Regions from separate parts of the Mus musculus genome. Here region 2 is linked to region 1. Evidence: chromatin contacts called from public Micro-C data. All regions are on one chromosome and are shown on one strand. The core of a region is the stretch at or near the end of the contact, and the rest is flanking DNA. Distances in the headings are between cores, read along the strand shown. Region 1 holds the start of Nr4a2 (nuclear receptor subfamily 4, group A, member 2). Region 2 has its middle 60 kb from the start of Acvr1.

The links. Hi-C and Micro-C count contacts between places; a contact is called where the count stands out from the background.
Region 2: a contact with region 1 is called in a Micro-C map of embryonic stem cells, with 2.9 times the contacts expected there. The contact joins the enhancer-like site here to the promoter of Nr4a2 in region 1. A contact is called at or near these places in 4 of 39 promoter capture datasets (embryonic stem cells, hippocampal neurons and stem cell-derived epiblast-like cells), 1 of 484 Hi-C or Micro-C datasets (embryonic stem cells) and 1 of 115 datasets of contacts at active chromatin or transcription factors (embryonic stem cells).

The regions. Positions count from the first base shown.
Region 1 is chr2:57,112,828-57,116,687 of GRCm38.p6, reverse strand. It overlaps Nr4a2 (nuclear receptor subfamily 4, group A, member 2), which reads left to right and starts at 1,650. Exons shown (of 8, transcript NM_013613.2): 1 at 1,650-1,970; 2 at 3,616-3,737.
Region 2 is chr2:58,624,814-58,628,673 of GRCm38.p6, reverse strand. It overlaps a transcript of Upp2 not described here. Among named protein-coding and RNA genes, the nearest start is that of Acvr1, 60 kb to the right of the region's middle. Within about 2 kb of position 2,218, at least 21 of the 459 cell types and tissues checked have an H3K27ac peak or open chromatin away from gene starts, as enhancers often do. A contact at or near this core is called in embryonic stem cells and stem cell-derived epiblast-like cells, where this site is marked.

The DNA.
Region 1 (3,860 bases), core at 401-2,900:
CTTGCACCCCCACTTCCTGGATTTTTTTTTTTTTTTTTTTCCTCGCGCCCATTAGGGCACCGCTGAGCCGTAGCGGCAGCAGCTGGAGAGGCAGCCGCAACATCTGGGGGAAACTTAAGGTGGTCACGTAGGTTTCCCGGAGGCCGATGCACAGTGGAGCCCGCGGCTTGTCTGGGCAGCCGCAGGGCACCCGATGGCAACGCCTCTGCAGCCACAGGCTCGCTCAGCTTGGAGCTGGCAAAGGCGGAGGTGCAGGCTAGGAATGAGCAACCCCACAACCCCGAGAGTTCCGCGGTGTTCTCCCGGGGTGTTAGGATCACCGAGAGGGGGCCGAGGTGTATATTGCACACACACACACACACACACACACACACACACGCACGCGCACACACACACACACACACACACACACACACACACACACACACACACACCGCTCGCCCGGGTAGCTTGGGAGCGAGCCAACGCTCGGGAGAAGGGGAGGAGGAGCGCTGTCCTGGGAGAAGAAGGGGACCCTACAAAGTCGCTCTCCCTTGGCCTCAGTCCCTTCCTGGTCTTGAGAGAAACCCGAAGAGGCCTGTCTGGCCAGCTTCACGGGGGTACTGGGAGTAGGGTTAGCCCTCTGGAGGATCTGCGATTCCTTTGCTAGAAAGATCCACGCGCTTGGGAGGAGGGGGAGCGGATTGTCTTGCAGAGCGGAGCTGGAGGCGATTGAGAGGAACGCGGGGGTAGGGCACGCTCCCACAGTTCACCCGGACCCTGGGCTGGGGCAATGGGCACATACTCTCCGTTTTGGGCGAGACCCACCCCGCCTCGAGCTCCACTCCCCTTGCTGCTTCTCCCTCCATGCTTTCTTCTTGGTTGCAGGCACGACAGCCCCTGCGTTTCAGAAACCTGTGAAAGGGACTGAAGGGCTTGGTGGGCACAGCGAAATGTCAACTCTGTCAAGAGTTGACCGAGGGGCTTGGGGGCGATGGTTCAGATCACCTCTGGGCTGGAGGCGCACCTGTTGCCGGATCCTTTAATGTATTGTCTGCGAGAGAAAGCTGGCAACAGTTCACTCCTACTTGTGGGGTCCTCTAAGACTTGGCTCACTGTCTACCCTCCTTCCTCCCACATTGCTTTAGATAGTACGTCTTTTTAGTTTCTGTAAAGAAGGGGAAAGGGCCTGACCTCTCATCCTTCGAAGCGGGAGGAAGAGTGGGTTTTTAAAAAGGGAGAAGGGGGATGCACGGACTAGGGGAATCCCATCTAACGCCCAAGTCTTTGGAGAGTTACGAGCCACGGGACAACTGTCTCCACTTCTGCTAAAGGGTGTGAGGAGGGTATGTTGGGGAGCTGCAAGGCACACCTCTGCCCTCTCGGCCCAGGTGCTAGCTACCTGGCCCACGCGAGTGTTCTTTTCCGTTCAAGCTTTTGTTGCACCCTCCCCACGTGTGAGGACGCAAGGTCTGGGGCGGGGGAGGGGCAGGTGGAGCGTAGCATCACCACGGACTTCACGGACCTGGGTTGCAGAAGTCACACTTCTTTCGGAAAAAAAAAAAATCCACCCAAGTGGGCTACCAAGGTGAACCGTTCCCACCTTAAAATCAGCCCCAGTCGTGACGTCAGGTCGGAAATATACCAAAGCGAGCGCGGGCCAGGAGTCCGGGGAGCGCGGCGGCTCGGCGATTGGACCGCGGGCCGCTGACGCGGGCTGACGCGCGCAGACTTTAGGTGCATGTTGGCAGCAGCAGCTCGAGCCACATAAACAAAGGCACATTGGCGGCCAGGGCCAGTCCGCCCCGCGGCTCCGCACAGCTCCGCGTCCCTCTCTCCGGCCCCGCTGGCTGCCTCCCTCTCCTGCGGCCGGGCTGGCTGCGTGTGGCTCTCCGCGCCCCGCTTCCGCAGCGCTCCCGCGGACCCGGGCTCCTCTGCTCCCGGAGGGAACTGCACTTCGGCGGAGTTGAATGAATGAAGAGAGCGGACAAGTGAGTAGCTGCGGCGGGGCCGCCCGCGGTCACGCGTCCTCCCGGTCTCCGCGTACCAGGGAACGGGTTCTCTGCAAGTGGTCGCCCGAGCCGCGGAGCGCGAAGGGGCTGGGGAAGGGGGATGGCGAGTGGGCGCGCGCAGCTCCGCCGAGCCTCTGCTGGAACTCCGGTGCTAGCGTAAAGGGGGGGGAGTTGGCTGCCGGCAGAGGTTTCCAGGCTTCTCATTGGTGGATGTGGCAAGGGGACTCCCACAGTTTTAGGAGAAGCGGACTTGCCGGTGGAGATGTGCGCAAAGTTTGCTCTTGGTGTGAAATTGATTGTGGCTTGAGGAGGCTCCATCTCGCGAACATGTGGGAAACAGTCCGGGAGAGAAAGTTTACGTGTTGCTTGGGAACAGTGTCGCTCGGCTCGCCCGCTGGTGGAGGTTTCCCGGATATCGTCGAGTAAGGGTAGTGTCGGTAGAGGGTCCTGTAGCGAAGTTGCCTGAAATGACTGGTTTTGATATATGTTGTCCTTGGATAGTGTGTCAGTGTGTGCGTGAGGTAAAGAATACGGTTATGAAACTGTGACATAGCCACGGGTTAATATCCAGAACAGACATATTTTCAAGGGCGGCGGCGGATGGGGGTGGGGAGATAAAGCAAAAGTCCTCTGGTTTGTCTTGTTAACCTTCTCCGCTCCTTGAAGCAAAGCAAGATTGTGGAAGAAGTGGGGGGGGGGGCGGAGAGGGGAGGGAGCAAAGGAGAGGGTGTTCAGGTTTCTTTACTTTATCAACAAGATCGTCTATGCTCTAGAATGCCTTGCAAGTGGGAACATCTGAAAAAAAAAATAGCTAGGACACAAGAATGCCTTGTCCCAGCAAGTAGGCAGCCTGTGGAAAGCATTGTGGAGAAGGTGTCCAGTTTGCTGTGCTGAGAAGTGCTTCTAACTTTGGTGCCAATATCATATGCGTAATATTTCTTTCCCTCTGCAGTTGACCCAAGATACTCCTGGTAAAGTAGAGATCTCTCTCATCACCTCTGGGCCATTAAAGATGTTGAAAATCCAGTTCTCTGGAGGAACACCAATTCGCTTGTCCCTTAAGATCCTGTGTTGAACCAAAAGCAATTACTAAAGCTACACACTTGCTCCCACATTGGCTGTTTGGTTGTCCAGGCCTTGCTAACGTTTCCTAAGGGTTGGATCTGTATTTTTTTTTTCACGGTTTACTCTCGAGTTCTTTTAACTTTCTTTCTCCTTCTAAGAGAAAAGTCCACTGGACTCTAAGAGAGATATTAAGAGGAAGCTTTGATGCTGTGTTTTTCCTTTACCCAGACTTCTTAGGTTTGACATAAAGTAGAATGACAAAGGCCCTTCCATCTACAGCAAAGGGGCCAATTCATTATATTGATCAGTATCTGGTAGACTCATGGGATAATTTCCCCACAGGATGCTTTCTCTGCAGGGATTTACACTGGGAGATGAGCGGCATTATCTGCTGTTTAGCCACCTTGTCTCTGCACATTTCATTTTAAGATGCTGTTGGGTAAAGTCTTCACACTCATTTCCAAGGAAGCACTTGAAGGGCCTGCTGAGTGAGTCTGCATCTGCCCAGCCCAAGTCTCGGTGGGAAGACATCCTGAAACTTCCTGTGTCTGTATTTCAGGGAGATCTGACGGGCTGGATTCCCAATAGCTCTTTTTTAAAATCTTGGAAACTTTGTCCTTCGCTGAATTACGACACTGTCCACCTTTAATTTCCTCGAAAACTCCAATAACTCTGCTGAAGGTCAGTGAGCTTTATCTTTCATTACCTTTCCTGAGTTCCCCCATACCCTCAGAAAAACAAAACAAAACAGGGCAACAGGATCTTTCCAGGCCAACCCTGTGCCTTATAGTCACAGAGGACAAC
Region 2 (3,860 bases), core at 969-3,468, 1.5 Mb before region 1:
GTCTTCAGTTTAAACTACTCTCCTGCACTCGGAATGCCAGTTACTATACTCACGTGCATATTGTCTTCTGGTGGACATCTACACTACTTCTAGTTTTCTCTTATTGAAAAAGCACTTCCGGCGAATGATTGGATGCAGACTCTCAGTGCACTGTTCAAGGGTCTCTCGGAAATTTACCTGGGATTCTTGAGTCTTTGACAATACATATTTTCAATTTTAATAAACTCTGCCAAATTGCTCTTCAGTGCAGTTTTCCCAACTCAAGCTTCCATCCACAGTCAATAAGAGTTTTTAAAATGGACACTGTTACCTCTGTTTTGAAAATAAACTGGCTCAGGAAATAAAAGCTTGAAGTTAAACACCACTGCTACAAGTAAGTAGCAAGAACTGTAGTAATGTATTTGCTACAGTATACAGTTGCAAATACATTAGCAGCAGGGGAACCGGCTGCCAGGAGCTTCTGACTTAGAAGCCTTCCCCATTTCACTAGCCCATAGGAGGTGGTGGTGGTGGAGGAGGAGGAGTAAGGGGTGGGGGGTGAAAGGCAGGGGATGGGAGGGCGAGGGGGAGGAGGAGGCTTCCCAGAGCAGGCCAGCAGCTAAACTGCTGGATATCTATGCTTTCCACCTAGTTGCCCAAGGCAGAGACCTGCAAAGGATATTAATGCTTTCATCCTCTTCCCATAGAATAGCCCTTGACTGTGTCTGCTGTTCTACAGCTCCATTACAGCCTAATCAAGACCTGTTAGTGGAGTGTGTGCCTGCGGCCTCCCCTATGAACACCTGGGAGTGTGCTCAAAAGCAGAATCTGAGGCTATATCTAAGACATCTGAGGCTATATCTACACAGAATCTGCATTAATGTCCCCAGCAATTCATAGAATTTGAGAACTTCTGGCTTTGACTTTTGACAGAGCTTAATCAACTGGTTCCCCTGGATCTGTCCCTTGCACTTCAGAGGACAACTTGCTGGGATCTGTTGGATGCAGGGCTTAATTAACTTCAAGTCATCAGGCCCGTGTGTGAGCATCATCTCAAAGGACCAGCCCATAAACACTTTTCCTCTAAATAACTGTGTGTGTGTGTGTGTGTGTGTGTGTGTGTGTGTGTGAGAGAGAGAGAGAGAGAGAGAGAGAGAGAGAGAGAGACAGAGACAGAGACAGAGACAGAGACAGAGACGGAGAGTCAGAGAGAGACAGAGAAAGACTGAGAGACGGGGAGAGAGATGGAGAGAGGAGGGAGACAGAGAGATGGAGAGAGAGAGAGAACGCGTGAGCACAAGGTATGCCAGTTGACTCTCTCCTATCATGAGGGGTTTGGGGATTTAATTCCAGTCCGCAGGATTGGAGGCAGAACATTTACCCCTTGAGTCATTCTCTATCTCTCTGGCCCTGAAATTCTTTAGGTTATAAACCTCTAAAATGACTTTTCCCATTAAAGGCCCCAGAAGCAAAGGTTTACAGAAGGCAATTCATACCTTCTCCAGCTGCCGGGCTCAAACCCATTCTGTCCTCCCTAGCCTTGGTAGGCACCTTCTAATTCCTAAGCCAGGCTACGTTTTCCCCAGGGCCTTTCTGCGTGTTTCTTTCTTCTTCCTGTGAAGAATTAGGGAATGAGATCAGACACTCTCTCAGTAAGCTTTTTCAAATAGAGAACACTGTGCACCTCCTAATGTTTCTCACAGCTGTCTTTCAATAATAACATATATCTCCTTATTCAATATCAGTCTTATCTATTGATTCAAAGGGTTCAGATGCTACATCTGGGCTGGGCTGTTACCTCCTCCCGCACCTAACACAGTGACGGATACACAGTAGCGTTCAGTCAGTACCCGCTGATTTAATGACTATGAATGTTATCCTGGCTCAGAGTTCAAGTTCAACTGAAACCAAGAATCTAAAAACATTGCAGAGCTGAATACCAAGTATAATGTGGCCACCAGCAAGTGAATCGGGACAGAATTGCCCAGTTCTGACAGCTGTAACCTTTGTACATGCCCACCCTCCCTGGGTGACAGTAAACATTCTGTCCCCAAGCCAGTGCCCTTTCGAACAATATACTCCCAAACTGTCCCCTGGAAGGACTCTTTTTACTTTTTTCCTGGGAGGTTTTTGTTAGCCCTTAGTGAATAAGAATATGAAGTGTTTTTTACTTTGCCGCTCTTTGTTTTCTGGGCAAGAAAAGTCTGGAGGCGGTGGAGTGAGGCTACTTGATACAATTGCCTTCCCTTTCAAATGCTAAAAAGGGCTTTGCTCCTCCGGTCAGCTTAATCAGAGAGTTGCGGCAGTCTTGGAAGCCATCCATTCTCCTTTCCTTTTTGCAACCCATCTCTTACAGGCTAAGGGGTCACTTTTCAACGGATAGAAAGCCAGAGCCAGTAAGTCAGCACTGCCTGACAAGCGTCTCCCCCAGATTAGCCAAATTTGGGGGGGAACCCCCAAGTGAAACAGAGTTGGATATAGCAAATGTCATGGTCCTAAACCTGGACATGGACTCTGGGATTTTGGCATTGGCTACATGGGGAAGACTGGTGAATCCTAGAGGATAATTTATAAAATGGGGTATTTAACACACACACACAGAAAGAGAGAAAGAGAGAGAGACAGATGTGCACATCTGTCCTAGGAGTTAACAGAGCAGCTCTGGGTTAGTTCCCTTTAGTGGCTACTGAAAAGGTCAGCTCAGGGACTTTGGGAAGGTCATGAAACACTCCTCCAGAAGGGAAAGGCTAATTAACATTTCTCAGCCCATAGGTGGGAACCAACCTGAGGGTGGGGACACATTCTGGAGGACAGACTGTTGCCCAACTTCAAACCAGGGAAGTCCTTGTCACCTCATTCTCTAAAGATCAATCAGTTTAAATGGTGCACTGTTCCACCAATCATATTGTGCCTAGTTGCTGATGCTCTTTTCTGCCTCTGGAAACCGTATAACCATATAAAAACTCGCTTAACTGACACAGGGGTTGGGGTAGGGGGTGGGGGGAGTAGCTGCCACTCCTTCCTGTCTGGGATGACCCCAGTGCGCTGGAACAATAAATTCCTCTTGCTTGATCCCGGCTCCACATGGTTCACTCAGGGGGTCCCCGGTAAGCTTAGGCTCCCCGGAGTCTAACACTACTTTTGCTGTTCTGCACTTCTTGCAGATGCTTCTGCCATCCTTCTGGAATGTTTATTATTACTTGGAAATTTAAAAAAGAGTTCCGCATGGGTACTGGAGAATGCAAGTGTAATGCCAGCTACTCCATCTGGAGGCGAATGATCTGTTACGAGTTCAAGGTCAGCCTGGGGAAAAAAGCAAAACCGTTGAAAAAGAAAAGAAAAGGAAGGAAGTGAAAGAACCTAGTGGGGAAACCCCCACTCAACTCCCGATTCGTCGTGCACCCAAGAATCATGAATAGAACACAACACCTTAATGTAACAACATGAGGTATTTTAATGGTGGAGCTCCGGGTCGAAACGTATCTCACACAGGAGACAGTGGAATCGACCACGAGGCTTGGAAGCTAGGGGTTTTTATACAAAAGGAGTGGGGCTGGGGGAGGAATTGGCGAGGTTTCACATGATTGGTCCATTTAAACATCAGCAGCCTGTTAACATTTAACTTAGGTCAGAGGGGTGGGAGATAGGGAGGCGATGGGCCTGCCCTGGCATGTCCTGGTCTGTTCTGCTATGTTCTCAGCCCCAGGTTTCAAAGCTCACAAACAACTCTTTGGGCTATTTGACATACATTACATGAATCACAGGTCTCAAGTTTTATTTCCTTTCATTAGGAAGGAAGGAAGGAAGGAAGGAAGGAAGGAAGGAAGGAAGGAAGGAAGGAAGGAAGGAAGGAAGGAAGGAACTGTAAGTGGCTGCTTACA